Linked DNA regions of Sus scrofa: region 2 is linked to region 1. Evidence: chromatin contacts called from public HiChIP or PLAC-seq data. All regions are on one chromosome and are shown on one strand. The core of a region is the stretch at or near the end of the contact, and the rest is flanking DNA. Distances in the headings are between cores, read along the strand shown. Region 1 overlaps ACTR1A (alpha-centractin). Region 2 overlaps SUFU (suppressor of fused homolog).

Evidence for each region. HiChIP or PLAC-seq counts read pairs in DNA pulled down with a chosen protein or histone mark.
Region 2: an H3K27ac HiChIP or PLAC-seq map of alveolar macrophages shows a contact between it and region 1. The contact joins two enhancer-like sites. A contact is called at or near these places in 1 of 5 promoter capture datasets (liver), 2 of 47 Hi-C or Micro-C datasets (embryonic fibroblasts and heart right ventricle) and 1 of 2 datasets of contacts at active chromatin or transcription factors (alveolar macrophages).

The regions. Positions count from the first base shown.
Region 1 is chr14:113,476,939-113,484,588 of Sscrofa11.1, forward strand. ACTR1A (alpha-centractin) reads right to left here. Exons shown (of 11, transcript XM_001928877.5): 7 at 6,998-7,090; 8 at 6,245-6,419; 9 at 6,079-6,140; 10 at 5,384-5,424; 11 at 3,258-5,089. The coding sequence ends at 4,987. It overlaps MFSD13A (transmembrane protein 180), which reads left to right. Exons shown (of 9, transcript XM_013983694.2): 9 at 951-1,761. The coding sequence ends at 1,213. Among named protein-coding and RNA genes, the nearest start is that of ACTR1A, 18 kb to the right of the region's middle. Within about 2 kb of position 3,148, at least 9 of the 83 cell types and tissues checked have an H3K27ac peak or open chromatin away from gene starts, as enhancers often do. A contact at or near this core is called in alveolar macrophages, where this site is marked.
Region 2 is chr14:113,625,495-113,633,144 of Sscrofa11.1, forward strand. It overlaps SUFU (suppressor of fused homolog), which reads left to right. Exons shown (of 14, transcript XM_021072750.1): 14 at 1-2,570. Among named protein-coding and RNA genes, the nearest start is that of TRIM8, 8.1 kb to the right of the region's middle. Within about 2 kb of position 4,162, at least 60 of the 83 cell types and tissues checked have an H3K27ac peak or open chromatin away from gene starts, as enhancers often do. A contact at or near this core is called in alveolar macrophages, where this site is marked.

The sequences.
Region 1 (7,650 bases), core at 1,898-4,397:
AGCTACTTAGTGCAGCCCAGGAAGTTCTCTTCAAGGAGGAGGGGACACCCAGGATATGAACTGAATGGTCTAGAAAGATCTTGGCAAATCCCAGACAGAGGGAACAGCAGGCACAGGGGCCCCAGTTATCAGGAGCCATTCTGAGATGAGGCTGGAAGAGTGAAGAGGGCTCTGCTGGTCTGGGCAGGCTTTGGATTTTATTCTCACTGCAGAGAGGCCATTGGGAGGGTTTTAAGTAGGGGCAGTGGCACATTCTGATTTACATGTTGTAAAGTCTGCTCGGGCTGCTGTGCGGAGAATGGACTGTACAGAGGCTGTGGCAGAGGCAACAGAGGCTTGGAGCAAGTGGTACAGGGGGCTGAAAAGCAGTGTTGGGTTTGGGCTGTGTTTGGGAGTTGTGAGAGGTGATGGATTGGCTCTTGGGGAGTGGTGAAATTAACTGAGGAATCTAGGAAGACATGGAGGGGATGGTGGCGCCATTCCCCAAAAAAGGGAGGAATGGGGAGAACAAGAACAAGTTCGGGGGAGGAATCAAGAGTTGTGGTTTGCAAAAAAAAAAAAAAAAAAGAAAAAAAAAGAAAAGAAAAGAAGGAGTTCCCGTCATGGCTCAATGGTTAATGAATCTGACTAGGAACCATGAGGTTGCGGTTTCGATCCCTGGCCTTGCTCAGTGGGTTAAGGATCCGGCATTGCTGTGAGCTGTGAGGCAGGTCGGAAACACGGCTCGGATCCCTCGTTGCTGTGGGTCTGGCGTAGGCCAGCAGCTACAGCTCTGATTAGACCCCTAGCATGGGAACCTCCATATTGCCACAGGTGTGGCCCTAAAAGGACCGAAAAAAAAAAAAGGAGTTGTGGTTTGGACATGCATGTGCGACGTTTGAGATGTGGCACTGTGGACTTCGGAGGACATTGGGGCTGACCTGTTCTTTCTACGGGCTCTCTTGTCCTAGGTCACGATCTCTTCCAGCAGCCTCCACTCACCCCTGTGGGGAGTGCCCAGCCCTGGCCAGAGCCCCCGGCCCCACCCCCGGCACAGGCCCCCGCGCTCCGCCAGGGCTGCTTCTACCTGCTGGTGCTGGTGCCCATCACCTGTGCTCTGCTGCAGCTGTTCACCTGGTCCCAGTTCACGCTGCACGGGAGACGCCTGCACATGGTCAAAGCCCAGCGCCAGAACCTGGCACGGGCCCAGACTCTGGATGTTAAGACAGTGTGATGGATGCGGCAAGGCCACCCTACTGAGGACACTACCTGCAGCCCTGGGCAGCCAGCCCAGTGTCCTGCTCCTCCGCTTTCCTGCGGTACAGCCTGGAGGACAGATGGCAGAGTGGGAGCTCCTGGGACTGAGCCAGGAGCGTCACTGAGGTCTAAGTTCCTGCCCAGCTGTCTGGCCCAGCTTGGGCAAGGGCTGGGCCATTTGTGCTCAGGGACCTGCTTCCTCCGGAGGAGGAGGAGGGGAAGAAGAGGGCCAAGAAGGGATGGGGCCGCCCTGTGGCCACATGGGGTCACTGCGGGGAAGGGAGGCCTGTCCCCCTATGGGCTGGGGCTGGAGCTGTGTGAGCTTGGGAACCAATTTCTCCCAGTCAGGGGAAGCTGACTCTAAGTGCCACCAGCCCCTTCCAGTGGTTTCTCTCAGAATTCTCTGCTTCAGCTATGCCTGGAGTAGCATGGCCCCAGCTGCCGCAGGGCCCCCCCATCCCCACCCAGCCTCTAAATGAGGTTCATTTCATCACAGACTGATTAAACTCAGTCATGTCTCTTCCATTCCTGAGGTCCGTGCTGTGTGTGGGAGCGGTGGGCTGGGGAACAGGATTCCTTAATAGGAACAGCGGCCTGAGAGCATTTTCGAAGACCAGCAGAGAGCCACCCACCTCAGATTCACTGAAGTAGGAGAGAGAGCTGGCAGACCCCTCCAGAGCTGTGTGGGCCCTTGGGAGCAAAACAACCTTCAGGCCTGTGGTCGAGACCCCAGTGGTTTCCCTTGCATGGGGTAGGCCAGGAAGAGTGGCTGGTTCTAGGCCAGAGGTCACTGGCCAGCTTCCTAAAATGCTGTATTGAGTTCTTTTCCCCAAGATTCTGATTTCATAGTCTGGGTACTGCCCAGGCACTCGGGTTTTGGAAAGCTCTGTGGTCATTCTTCTGTGCAGCTGGGTCTGAGAGAACTTCTGCTCTAGGCCAGGGTTTCTCACCCTCAGCACTATAGACATTTGGGGCTGGGTAGCTTTTTTTTGGGGGGGTGGGTGGTTCTTTGTTGTGGATATTTAGCGGCATTCCTGGGCTGTGCCTACTTAATGCCAGTAGGCTCTCTGCTCAGTTACGATGCCCAGACACCTCCAGATATTACCACATGTGTCTAGAGTTGCAAAATTGTCCTTGATGAGGAAGCATTGCTCTAGGCCAGTGGTTATTTGGGAGGGTCTGCTTAGCAGCTAAGAATGTAGGCTCTAGGGCTATATTGCTTGGGTTCAAATTCTAGCTAACAAGGGCAGAGCTTTGGGAAATTAGATAATCCCTCTATGGTGGCTCTATTGCATCATCTGTGGAGTGGATAACGAACATACCTCCACTTGGTGGGGTTAACATTTGTCAAGTGCCTGGCAATTTACCACCCCCAACCCCCCAAGTATAGAGGTTTAAAATGGAGAACTGATTAATCAGTTTGAGTGTGGGCCCCAGGAATTGCATTTTTTTTTTTTTTTTTGTCATTTTAGGGCCACACCTGCAGCATCCGGAGGTTCCCAGGCTAGGGCTCAAACTGGAGCTGTAGCGGCTGGCTTACACCACAGCAATGCCAGATCTTAGCCACGTCTGCTACACCACAGCTAACGGCAAAGCTGGATCCTGAACCCACTGAGCAAGGCCAGGGATCAAACCTGCGTCCTCACAGGTGCTAGTCAGATTCGTTTCCGATGATCCATGATGGGAACTCCCCCAGAAACTGCATTTTAATAAGCTCCTGACTTCAGAGCTGTCAAGAGCTGGTGCCCTCATTTGGGCTGGAGTCTCATCCATGGGCTTGGGCTTGTACACAGGGTTGGGACCCTCCATTCCCGACCTGGCCTCTGGGCTTCCTTGTGAACACCATCTTCTCTGCATCCACCTGACAGGCTGGGACTTGGGCTAAGGTCTGGCCCAGTCTGGCTGGTGCAACAGTGCCCTCTAGAGGACAGACTAGGCCCAGTCCTCACCTCCGATTCAGGGCCCTCAGCTCTTGCAGTCCACACTGCACGCACGGCCTACAGACAGAGGCACAGCTGATGTGTCTATTGGAACAACTTTATTTAAGTACACTGGGCCCCACCAGGCAACGTGGTTTGTGCGAGGCTGTGCGAGGGACAGGCTTGGGCTAAGAGGAGGGAGGTGAGCTGGTTAAGCACACTGCAGTCCGCGGGTCGCCACATCGCTTTCACACACACCTGCTGCTGCGGCCCACACCTGGCAGGGCCTTTGGTCGTTGGACGGCATGGGGGAGAATACTGCCTGGAATCTGGGATCAGGGCAGGTCTTAGTGTCACAGGTGAGGGTGCCGGGGAAGATCTGCTGGCCTCAGCTTTGTACCAGCCGAGCTGAAGGGCCTTGGGACCACTGCCAGGCCAGCCTAGTCCAGTGAAGGCACCTGGTCCTACTGGACCAGAGGAGGTGAGCCTGATCCCATCAGCTCCTGGCCCTCTGGTCTGACCCCTCCCTCCCTAAGCAAGCAAGTCCAAAGACAAGAATGGCATAAATCGGCCTTGGGGGGGAGCCTGCTCACCTCTGCAACCTAGTCCCCCCCCACCGGGTCAGCTAGAGTGGGAAAAGGCCACTTGGTTAATTGCAGCTCTTTCTCCATTCCTAAGGAGGCTGGATCCCCAACACCTTTCCTTGGGTCGGAGCCTCTGCTAAAGGGTGATTCTAGCTCTTGCTTCAGAAAATCCAACCAGCAACCAGTCTGTTGATTCCAGGGCAGTGAGCAAGTGGAAGAGGGAGAAAGAAAGAGGCTGGAGTGACTTTGAGTGTAGTCTCTGACCCCATGTGGTCCTGAGGCCTATGGATACTGTCAGTTCACCGTGAGCAGGGAGTGGCGGGGCCCTGGACACTGTGCTAAGCTTAGGTGCTGTAAACATTAGTGTGAACAGGGTGCCTGGTGGGTGGGAGGCAATGAGCCCCCTCTCCCCAGGCCCTGTACTGAACAAACACTTCAATAAATAAAACTGAAGATGGCACTGCCCAAGGATGGATGGAAAGCAAGTGACAGGGCCTGGGGCCAACAGGCTCCTGAAACTCTCCCGAGACCCACTGGAAGTGGGCTTGGAGTTGGAGCAACAACTTTGCCACCAGCAGAAGCAGCACTACTCCTGCCCACCTCAAATGCCCAGTGTGGTCCTGGTCCCCAGGTGAAGTTGAGGGCATCCTGCCCCCTTCTGACCCCAAAGTCTCAGTAATAACTGCTGGAGTGCTTCTCCAGCCTTCTAAACCCAAACTGCAACAAAACCAGACAGAACTCAACCCTGGCCCCAGGCCTCCATCCATGATCCAGAGGCATTGAGAGCAGAATGATGAGCAAGGGGAGGCAGCAGCTGCCTCGGGCTGCAGGGCACCCTGGGTGGGGTGGGGGTGGGACTGGCCCAGCCTAGGATGGGCAGCAGCAAGGTCTCCCAGGGGTTGGGCTTACCTCCCTCTGTCTCCCCATGGTAGTCAACACAGCCCTACACAGCCAGACAAAGGCCCAGCTGACGGAGTGGGGCCCTCTGGCAGCCACTCTTCCCTGTCAGGGGCCAGTTAGTGGTCAACCCCAGGTCTCAGGCCGTCACCATCGTGGGTAGTTCATCGTCCTTTCTGGGCCCCGGGATCCCTGGGATCCCCGGGCCACACGGCACTCTTGTATGCGCACACACTCGTACCCACACACCCACACACACACACTCATACACACAGGCAGTTCCTCGACTCAAGAAAGCGAGTTTTAAAGTGGAGTTAACTTCAGAGAGAGGTGAAGATGATGTCCCAATATTAGAAGGTTTTCCTATGGATGGATCGGGCACCATCTTCCTCGTATTCCTTCTTAGAGACCCACATTTTCTTAAAGGTGTCCAGAGAGGCAAGGATGGAGCCCCTGGGGTGGAGGAAATCCAAAAGGAACATTTGTCAGAGAAGGGGAGTGGGTATTCGTGAAGCCAGCCAGTCCCCCTGGCCAAAGCAGTTCAGGCTTTACTTTCTTTTTTGGCCATGCCCATGGCACATGGAAATTCCGGGGCCAGGGACTGAACCCGCCCCACGGCAGTGACCTGGGCCACAGCAGAGCCCATGGCAGATCCTTACCCCGCTTTCCTTTAATGGGATGGGGTGGTGAGGGGGAATCAATGCCTTTGTTTCCAGTTCAGCTCTTATTCCCAGAAGAGCTACTCACCCGATCCACGTGGAATACAGTCTCTCCTGCGGTGCCGATATCTGCAAGGTGGGTGGCAAGAGGCATCTGAGACGTCCACCCGCCCCCTCCCTTCCCTTCCAACACACAGCTCTGTGGCCAGTTCTCACCACCGAAGGCAGCGGCTGCATTTCAGGGCTGGCTGGACCCTGTGGACTCTCTGGGGGGGATTGCAGCCAGCCAGATGCTCATGTGGAGAAGTAGGTTTCTGGCAGCCCTAGGTATCTATAGTTCCCAGGGAAGCTGGGGCCACCTGGGGGCAAGATCGGGGTCTGCCGGGGGCTGGAGGGGAGCAGACTCCACGGCAGGAACTGCCCTCCTCCATCCAGGACCCCTCCTTCTTCAGGCAGGCCGGGCTCTGCTCAGCAGTCTCTACGATGCTGAGCTGTGTCACAGGGGAGCGGCCAAAGTCAGTCTCCTGTCAGTGTTACAGTTTCCCTGAAAGACCACATGTGGGGCCCTCAGCCTAGCCCCCTTCCCCCTTTGTGAAGAGGGTGAGTGAGGGGGGGGCCTCCCCTCTGGCAGGCCTCAGGGACAGTGTGGAAGCTGGGAGCCACCTGGCGGTGTCTGAAAGGCTTGGAGCAAGAGGGGAGGCCATACCAGGTGGCGCTCCAGACCCTTGGAGGCCCGGTTCCACAGCAGCCGCCGCCCCACCCCTGCCCCCAGCAGGCTCCTACCCTGATCTTCACGTCTTTTGGAGCCAGTTTCTTCACTTCACTCAGTAGCCTGTCACCAAAACCTGAATGGGCAAGAAAGGAGACTCTCGCGTCATTTCTCTGGGTGTCTGGGCCTGGCAGGATTGTGGAAGCTTCCGCGGGCAGGGCGCCGAGGGCAAAGACCAACCTTTGAACAGGGTGGAGCCTCCCGAGAGGACGATGTTAGAGAAGAGCGTGCGCCGCAGGTCCATGTCAGACTTCTGGATGGCGAACACCAGCACCTCGTGGATGCCCTCGCTCTCCTCGCCGATCAGGTCTGGCCTGAACAGCAGCTCAGGGGCCCGGAATCGGGAAGGACCAATCTGCAGGGTGGGGGGGCAAGCTTCTCAGGCTGGGGTGGGGGACGGAAGTCCTTTTGGGGGTGGGGATGGAAGAAGGCCCTCTGCCCATCGCTTCGTGGCCAGGTGGCCAGGAAGACCTTGCCCATCAAGGCCTCGTAGATCAGGACCAAAGAGAGGGCTCCTGGGAACAAGCAGGGGACAAACAGGTCTGCTGGAAAACTAGAGAAAGGACGCTCCTACGTTTAATCCCAGCTCTGGCATTTTCCAGCCAAGAGACTTAATAGATGGATTCATTCATTCATGGAAATTTCTTCCTGTCATTGGACGTCCAGGGAGAGGCCACTCACGCTATACTGTGCCCATGGTTAAGGACAGCACTGTTCACTGCCCTTACTAATCCCATCCCGGCACACAGAGAAGCGACGTCCCTGGCGTCTCTCCCTGCTAGAGACAGTGCTGCTCAAGAGCTACGGTGCTCCAGGCAGAGGGTTCAAAAGGCCTGGTACCCCCAACTTCAGCTTCCCCGTGGGGAGTTCTGTTTGGGCCCAGAGCTTTTGGGGGCCGGAGGGGCCTGAAGGGAGAGAGGCTGGGCCACCTACCTCAATGGTGCTGCCGTCAGGCAGGTAATACTGAGCTTTCTCCGTCTCGAGTGTCTCATCCTTCTGGGGGTTTATGGATAGGTAGCAGGCTCTCTGCAGAACCAAGCACGAGTCAGACAGACAGGAAACCTGGCAGGTACCTGGTCCAAGTCCCCGGGAGTGATGTGCTGCTGCCAAAACCTGCCCATCACAGTGACTGCCCTAGAGCTGCTGCCCTGAAGCAGGAGCGGGGAGATGTCGGCTTGCCTTCACTGGGTAGCACTTAGGATTGCGTTCCCGCCTGCTCCACCTCGTCGGTGGGCAAGCATGGCCACTAAGCTTTCTGGGTCTGGGCCTGAGACTACGTGCTAATTTTAGTCCACACTCAGGCATCTTTCTCCTACTACTCATATGATTCTGAGCTCTACCCAGCTCCGAGGTTTCCCTAGAACCATAGTTGGCAGGAGGGTTCACTTTACTTAAGAAGAAAAATGTATTCCAACTTCTCCAAGGATGTTAGAGAATAGAAGTAATTTGTATACAATATATAAAAAACAATGAACACAGGTTAGGAAACAGTAGCAGCTCTCTTTCCCCCACAAGACGGCAGCACTTCAGAAGGTGAGCCTGTCAGGGTGAGGGGACCCAGCTGAAGATCACACAGTGGCCTGAGG
Region 2 (7,650 bases), core at 2,912-5,411, 150 kb after region 1:
AACCGGATGGTATCTTATTGCTCGTCAAAGATGTCCAGAAGCCGTGTATATAGTGTTTTTTAAACAGAACTTTATTTCCAGATGAACTTTCTCATTCTCCCAGACAAGGGCCTGGGGCCGTGTCCCCCGGAGCCGCCGCCTTCTGCCAGAGAAGGTGCCGGTGTTCGCCTGCCAATCCAGGGCCTCAGAGGAGCTGGCTTCACATGCCCCCATGCAGCCTTGAGCCCAGTGTAGCTTCGGCCAGGAAGGGCTGCTGCTGGTTCCCAGGTGGACGGGGCACCCACAAAGGTCAAGGATCATCAGGGCTCCGATGACCCCAACCTCATCTTCCAGGCGTTTTCCAGCCAACCAGGTCGGCTGAGGAAGGGCGAAGCCCACACCTCACAGACCATCCCCACCTGCTGCTCAGGGCCCGGGGCTCCAGCTCTTGGACCACTCCTGTCCCATTTCCTTCCCCTGGGCCTCAGGCCTTTAGGCTATAGGACTCTGGCTTATTAAAAACCGAAAACTCAGCCTCTCAACATGTCTTTCACTTTGGGTTTGCTAGCACTGCCCTGTCCGCCCTCCCAACCTCCCTGCATCCATTCACTCTTCATCCATCACTCTGCCCCTCGTCCTGTCTCCGTTCGTGCATCCTGGCCTCTCACCCGCTACCGCAGATCTCATCCTCTTCCTGTCTCATAGGCAACCTATCTCCAGCCTGTGGTTCCGGGGTTCCTCTTGAGTTGTCTCCCGTTTTTGACCTGGAATCAAGAAGTCCTGTTCATGCCCTCTTACCTCCACTTCTATTATGAGCTCCCCCTTCAGGCCTTTCCAAAGCAAATCCTTTTGTCTGTCTGGGACCACACAGGACCATGCCCTGCGCTTGCCAGGACCCACCCCCAGGAGTGCCAAGCAGGCCCATAGGGGGCAGGACGTCTCCATTGAGCGATCCAACCAGAGGGCTGCCTCCAAGGGCCATGAGGGTAGTGGCCCTGGCAGGTGCTCCAGGGATCAAGAATTGAACTTCCAAGGGGCCCTTCTCTGCACACACCCTCAGGGCTACCTGGTTAACTCCATCAGACTAAGAGCTTCAAGGCAAATCAGCTTGGCATTTGGGAGACACGCCCCCACCTACACACAGCGAAGGTAGAAGCCCCTCTGGACCTGATGTTGGCAGCAGCTGTGCCTTCTGCTCCGAGGACTTTTCCAGAAGGACATTTCCTGGCCTTCACCCACCACCGCATCCCTGCCTACAAAGCTCTTGTCTTCAGACGCTTCATGGCTGAGAAGTGCCAGTGGCTTGCCTCCTTTCCTTGCCATCCTGACCTGCTTACCCACAGGCTCTTTCTTTCTGGGGCCCTGCCTCTACCTGCCTGGTTTGGCCCAGGGGGAGAAGGGTATCTTCTAGCTAAGCTTTGACATCAGTATGGAGGCAGTAGGGAAGCAGGTGAGCCCTGGGACAATGAGCCTGTGGCCTCTTCCTGCCCCCCCCACCCCCACCCCAGTGCTGGGAGCCACCAAGGACCAGCTGGAACCAGCCTTCACTCCTTTTCCTACATTGTGCTGGCTCTGCGGGAGAGGCGAGCCTCAGCCATCTCTGCCCAGCACTCCTCTTTCTTGGGCAGTGGTGACTTCCAGAGGTTTCTTGGCAAGGGAGCCCCCTCAGCAAGGGACCCTCCCCGGGGTGAAGGAAGGCTGACCGTGGGGCAGGCCCAGCACGGCACCTGGCACATGGAAGGTGCACACTGAATGAACCCCTTCTTTCCCTCCCTGTAACTTTTTGGGAGCCCTGACCTCAGAGTGAGTTGAGGAGGTAAGAAGCCTCCCTGCCTAAATCTGCCTCTTCCTCAGGCTTCCTTGAGACCTGCTCCGTCCTACCCCCTCCCTCCACATCCCTTGTGGCCCAAGCTTCTCAGAGGAAGGGGCTCCCCATGCCGTCTGCCTGCTACACAAGGCAGACACCCGTAGCTCCTCGGGTCCAGTGGGGGCTGCAGAAGGACCACAGACCCCGCGGCCACTGTGTGGGGGTGGGGAGGCTCACGCAGGTCTCAGGTCTGGCTGGGGAGCTGGTGCCTCTTGTGCGCTTCTCTTCCTCTTCCAAAGGCGAGGCTTCATGGCAGGGATTGGGAAGCCTGGGGGGAGAGTCTAAAGGGCTTGCACGTTTTTAAAAGTAAACACAGGGTCTGGGGATTGGGTTTTAAGACTGAGTGGAGAGCAGGGAAAAACCTGAAGGTCAGTGCCCCTGTGGGGCAGACCGGGAGAGAATTCCCTGGACTATTTTTTTATCTGGCTGTCTTTCCTCTCTGGCTTCCGGGTCCTCTGCCAGGTGAGGTCCTTGGGTCCCTGTTATAAGTCAGGAGCCCTGTAGAAAGAGCCCTCCTTTTGTACAAGTACCTGAATGCTGCAATGAGCAGACTTTTGTAAAATTTTATATTAGTTTCTAATGTCAATGGTGACTCGGTTCCTGGGGGCTGCAGCCAGCCTGGGACTTTTGTAAGAATTTTTGGGTGACTCACTTAGATGTCGTTTCTTTCTTGTCCCCTCTTCCTCTGTGTAATCTAAGTGCATTAAACATATTTGCAGAAGTGCCTGGGTCTTGTGCTCCTTTGGGGCTGCCTGGAGTAGGGGAGCCGAAAGCCTGGGGCCCTGGCAGAGGGGGTGGGTAGGACTCAGCCACTTAGAAGAAGCCAGGAGGTGGAAAGACCTCGAAGACTGGTGTTGGGAGTGGAGGGGTTGCCAAGGAAGCAGGATCACGCAGCCGGTGACTCTCTAGTCATGCAGAAATGACTTTGCAGGGACAGGCTCTCTTTCGCTGGTCTTGGATTCCTCTAAGGTCAAGGAGGTCAGAGGTGGAACGTGGTCTGGGGGGATGAGTGGGTGGGTAAAGGCCCTCTCTTCTGCTTCATTACTCTCCTACCCTCCTCTCGCCACACAAGTCCTTTTCCCTTGGGAAGGTGGGCCTTCTCCTGTCCAGTTTGTAGTTCTTATGCCCCTTTCAGCTAGAGCCAGAGACAGAACTCCCCTCACCAGACCTGTAATCAGCCTTCTACTCCACGGCTGGGGGGTAGATGGAGGGGCAGCCTCAGGACCAGCACACTGGGGGACACAGGCCAGCCTGCCCTTCCTATCAACTTCTCTGGGCCTGGTCTGGGTGAGGAGGCAGGTGGATCACCCAACTCCTGTCTCTCCAGGGCCTGGTGTGGCAAAACGGAGCCTACTGCTGGAAGGGAAGGAGGCAATAGCCTGGGGCTTTGGAGGCAGGCAGGAGGGGGGCTGCACCCAGACTGGGTCCTGGAACCTGCAGGACTCCTCTGGGCCCACACGTATTCTTTCCCTTCCTTCTAGGCCTGTTTGTCTGTCCCAGGGAGGACAGGGCCCTTTCTTCCAGGTCCTCGGGATGGAGCTGTAGCACCCAGGGAGTTCTGCAGAGGCCCTGGGGGCATCACAGAGGGTATGAGCAGAAGTCAGCTCCTGGGAAGGGTGTCCCCTCCCTGTCCTCTGTGAGAAGCAGCTGTATCTGGGGGTGGTCAGAACTCCTCCTTCCTCTGTGACCTCCTACTGAACTGTGGCTGGGCCCCGTGAGCAGTGGCGCAGGTCCTGTCTGGGGCCCTCAGTCCTGGCAGTCAGAGCAGGGGAGCTGGGAGGGTGTGGAGCCAGGCTGACTACACAGGGTGGCCCAAGCCACACCCCTTCCCCCTTTCTCCTAGGAGATTGGAGGCGGGGTGCTTATCTAATCCTCCTCATCTGACTAGCCTGGAAGGACCCAGGGTCAGGGTGAAGTTCTTGCCCCAGAGAATGCAAGATAGGGAGATTCTGTGCTGAGGTGGTTCTGGGAGACTGGAATCGCCTGGGGTTGTTTCTGGAAAGAGAAGGGCTCCAGGGCCTAGAGAGTGCATTTAGGGAGGGGAGAAGGCCACGTGGCCTTGGTTGTCTCCTTCCCAAAGCCTGTACAGTGTTCACCATCCGCCCTGCCCTATGGGGGGCGGGGAGCAATCAGGGACCCTAGGGAGCGAGACCGGAGACCTCAGGCTCCAAGAGGAGCCTCCAAGGGGCTGGGGAGCCTGAGAGATTTGCCAAACTGGCCTGACCAAGAGGAAAATGCATGCTGGAAGAGAGTGACTCAACCCGGCCTGCCTGGCTCCGAGGTGGGGAGTGAGTAGCTGGGCAGGAGAAGGGAGAGAAGTGTCCCTAGACTGCAGGGCAGGGCAGGATGTGGTCTGGGAGGGGCGGCCCCTTCCACGGGGTTTGGTGGGACCAGCCGGCCCCTCCTCCACCCCACGGCAGGAAGTCTTCGGGAGAGAGCTAAGGGCAGGATGGGGGCAGGGCCAGAAGCCTCCTGGTGGGGGTCCGAGGTTTGTGTGAGTTTAGCTCGCTGAGGAACGGGCCAGGGAGACCTTGTGGGGGTTGTGAAGAGAGCAGTGGCCTCCTTGGAGCCAGAGAACTAAAAACAGCGACGCTGTTCCTTTGTTTTTCCAATTTCACCCACTGCCACCCACACCCCATCGCAGTACAGTCCTGAGAGCGCTGAGAGGAAGGGGAGTGGGGCCTCAGGTCTCAACCTTGACAAGACAGAGGGAGGGCACCTGAGCATTGTTGAGCCGCTATAATAACACTGTGGGAATGCTGAGAACTTGAAAATATGTTCACTCGTCCTTTCAACAAACATGTGGCAGACACTCGGTCATAGGCTGGGACACTGGACACAGGCCCAGCCTTAGAAGCTCATACTGCAATGGGGGGAGACGGACCAGGAAACAATTGCAAGAAGAGCCTTAAAAGAGAAGGGCAGTAACCTGCTTTCCCAGCTCTCCCACTTATCAGTTTTGCTTTAGACAGGTTAACTGTGCCTCAGTTTCTTCATCTAAAAATGGGTACTCAGGGAGTTCCTGTCCTAGCTCAGCGGAAGTGAATCCGACTAGGAACCATGAGGTTGCAGGTTTGATCCCTGGCCTCGCTCAGTGGGTTAAGGATCTGGTATTGCCATGAGCTGTGGTGTAGGTCACAGACGCAGCTTGGATCCCAAGTGGCTGTGGCTGTGGCTGTGGTGTAGGCCAGTAGCTACAGCTCCAATTTGACCCCTAGCATGGGAACCTCCATATGCCACGGGCGCGGCCCTAAAAAGACAAAAGACAGAAAAGTAAATAAATAAATAATAAATAAAAATAAAAACGGGTACTCAGAGCTCCCATTGTGGCTCAGTGGTAACAAACTCGACTAGTATCCACGAGGATCTAAGTTCGATGATCCCTGGCCTCACTCAGTATGTGTCAGGCATTGCTGTGGTCTGTGGCCTAGGCCTGTAGCTGTTGACCCCTAGCCTGGGAACTTCCATATGCTGAGGGTGTGACCCCAAAAAGAAAAAAAAAGGGTACTAACAGAGTTTTTGCAAGGATTATATGTGATAATACGCACATATAATGAGATGTCTGGCACGTAGTAATTATTCAATTAGCATTAACTTTTTTTTTTTTTTTTTTGTCTTTTCTAGGGCCGCATTCATGGCATATGGAGGTTCCCAGACTAGGGGTCAATAGAAGCTGTAGTCGCTGGCCTACACCACAGCTCACAGCAACACCAGATCCTTAACTTACTGAGCAAGGCCAGGGATCGAACCTGCAACCTCATGGTTCCTAGTTGGATTTGTTAACCACTGCACCACACTGGAAACTCTGCATTAACCCTTTATTAAAGGGCTAAGCTAGGGTATGGACACAGAAAAGTTGCCCAACCCTGTCTGTGAGATTTAAAAAGGCTTCCTGAAAGAAATGACATCCAAGACAAAATCCGATGCTTCAGGATGAATTGGGCAAAAGAAGGCAGGTGTTGTACTTCGAAAACCTCTCTAGGCAGACAAAACAACAGGGGCAAAAACCCCAAAACTCTTCTTGGCAACTATAGCATTCAGGTTGCCTAGAGTATATGGTTTAAGTCATCCAGCTTCCACAGTGGGACCGTCCCCCACCCTCGTCTGCTGGATGGAGAAGCCTAGACTAGGGTAGAAGCAGTAGGAACGGAGAGAATGGGATTCATTCATTGATTCCACAAACATTTATTGTGCACCTGCTATGTGCTAGCTCCCATTGTTGGCACTGGAGATACAGTATTACAGAAAACCCCTCCTGGAGTTCTTTGGTGTCTCAGTAGGTTAAGGATCCAAAGTTGTCCCCTGCAGCAACCCAGGTTGCTGCTGTGATGCAGGTTTGATCCCTGACCCAGGAACTTCCACATGCCACAGGCCTGACCAAAAAATAAAAAAATAAAATACAGAGGTCAGGAAAGGCCTCACTGCATAGGTGTCCTGCAAACCAAAGATCTCAATGACAGGAAGAAGACTGCAGTAGGGACATCTAGGGGAAGACTGGTTCTGGCAAAGAAATGAGCAAATGCAAAGAGCCTGGGGGTGAGAGATGAGAGGCCCACCAGGTGTATATGAGGAACAGCGGGAAGCCCATGTGGCTGGAGCGGAAATGAGAGAAAGAGGATAAGAGATTACTTATACAGTGGCCAGATTGTGTAGGAACTCGGAGGCAAGTATAAAACTTTGCCTTTTATAAGTGGGAAGTGGGAAGGCATTGGATGAGTGAGCAGAAGGGTGACACCATCTGACATATTTTTCAAAGATTGCTCTGGCTCCTCTGCTGAGATTGACTCCAGAACACAAGGGCCGAAACAGAGAAACCAGTTAGTACCTACTGAAATAACCAGGCAAGAGGTTGTGGTGAAGTCATGGAGATGTTAAGACATAGTCAAGATTTATGAGCGCGTGGCTCTGGGATGTTCACTGAAAAGGAGAGGACTGCATGAGCAACAGGTCAAGGGGGAGCAGAACTGAGTATCATTTTCAGGAGTTCCCAGGTGGTGCAGTGGGTTAAGGCTCTGGTGTTGTCACTGCTGTGGCCTGGGTTCAATCCCTGGGCCTGGAACCTCACATGCCACGGGTGCAGCCAAATAAATGAATAAATAGATAATAAAAAGAATTTCTTACAAAAAAAGAAATCAATACAGTTTGGAGGAGTAGCATTTGAGCCGTTCATTCCTCCAAGCAAAGATGACGTTAAATGAGCAACTAGTATTCAAGTGGATCATCTGAGAGATATTTAAGAGAAGGGTTGGCGTGCCTGTTGTGGCTCAGCTGTAATGAACCGGACTAGTATCCATGAGGACTCAGGTTCTATCCCTGGCCTTGCTCAGTGGGTTAAGGATCCGGCGTTGCCATGAGCTGAAGTATAGGTGGAAGATGCGGCTCAGATCCTGAGTCCTGCTCTTTTCTTACTAACTTACACCTGCTCCCTCATTTAATCCTAAGGTTTTAGTACTGTCTATATACTAATGACTCCCCAGTCCGTCCCTTGCTCAGATCCTCACCCTCCTGGTTGCAGATCCATGTAGCCAACTATGCTCTCCACTCAGAAGTCCCACATTGAGTTCAGGGTACATTTAGGTACCCTGAACTCAATGTACTGGACACTAAAATCTTCATCCTCTTCCCTTTCCAATCTGCTGCCCCTTCACTATGTTCCCCATCTCAGTCAGTGGACCTGTCAGCTGTTACTAAGCCAAGGATCAGAGAGGCAAATGTGTTATCTCCCTGTCTCCAACCTTCCTTATCCATTCAATCTGTCATCAGGTCTTATAGGCCCTTCTCGCTCTCTTTTTTACTTATTTGCT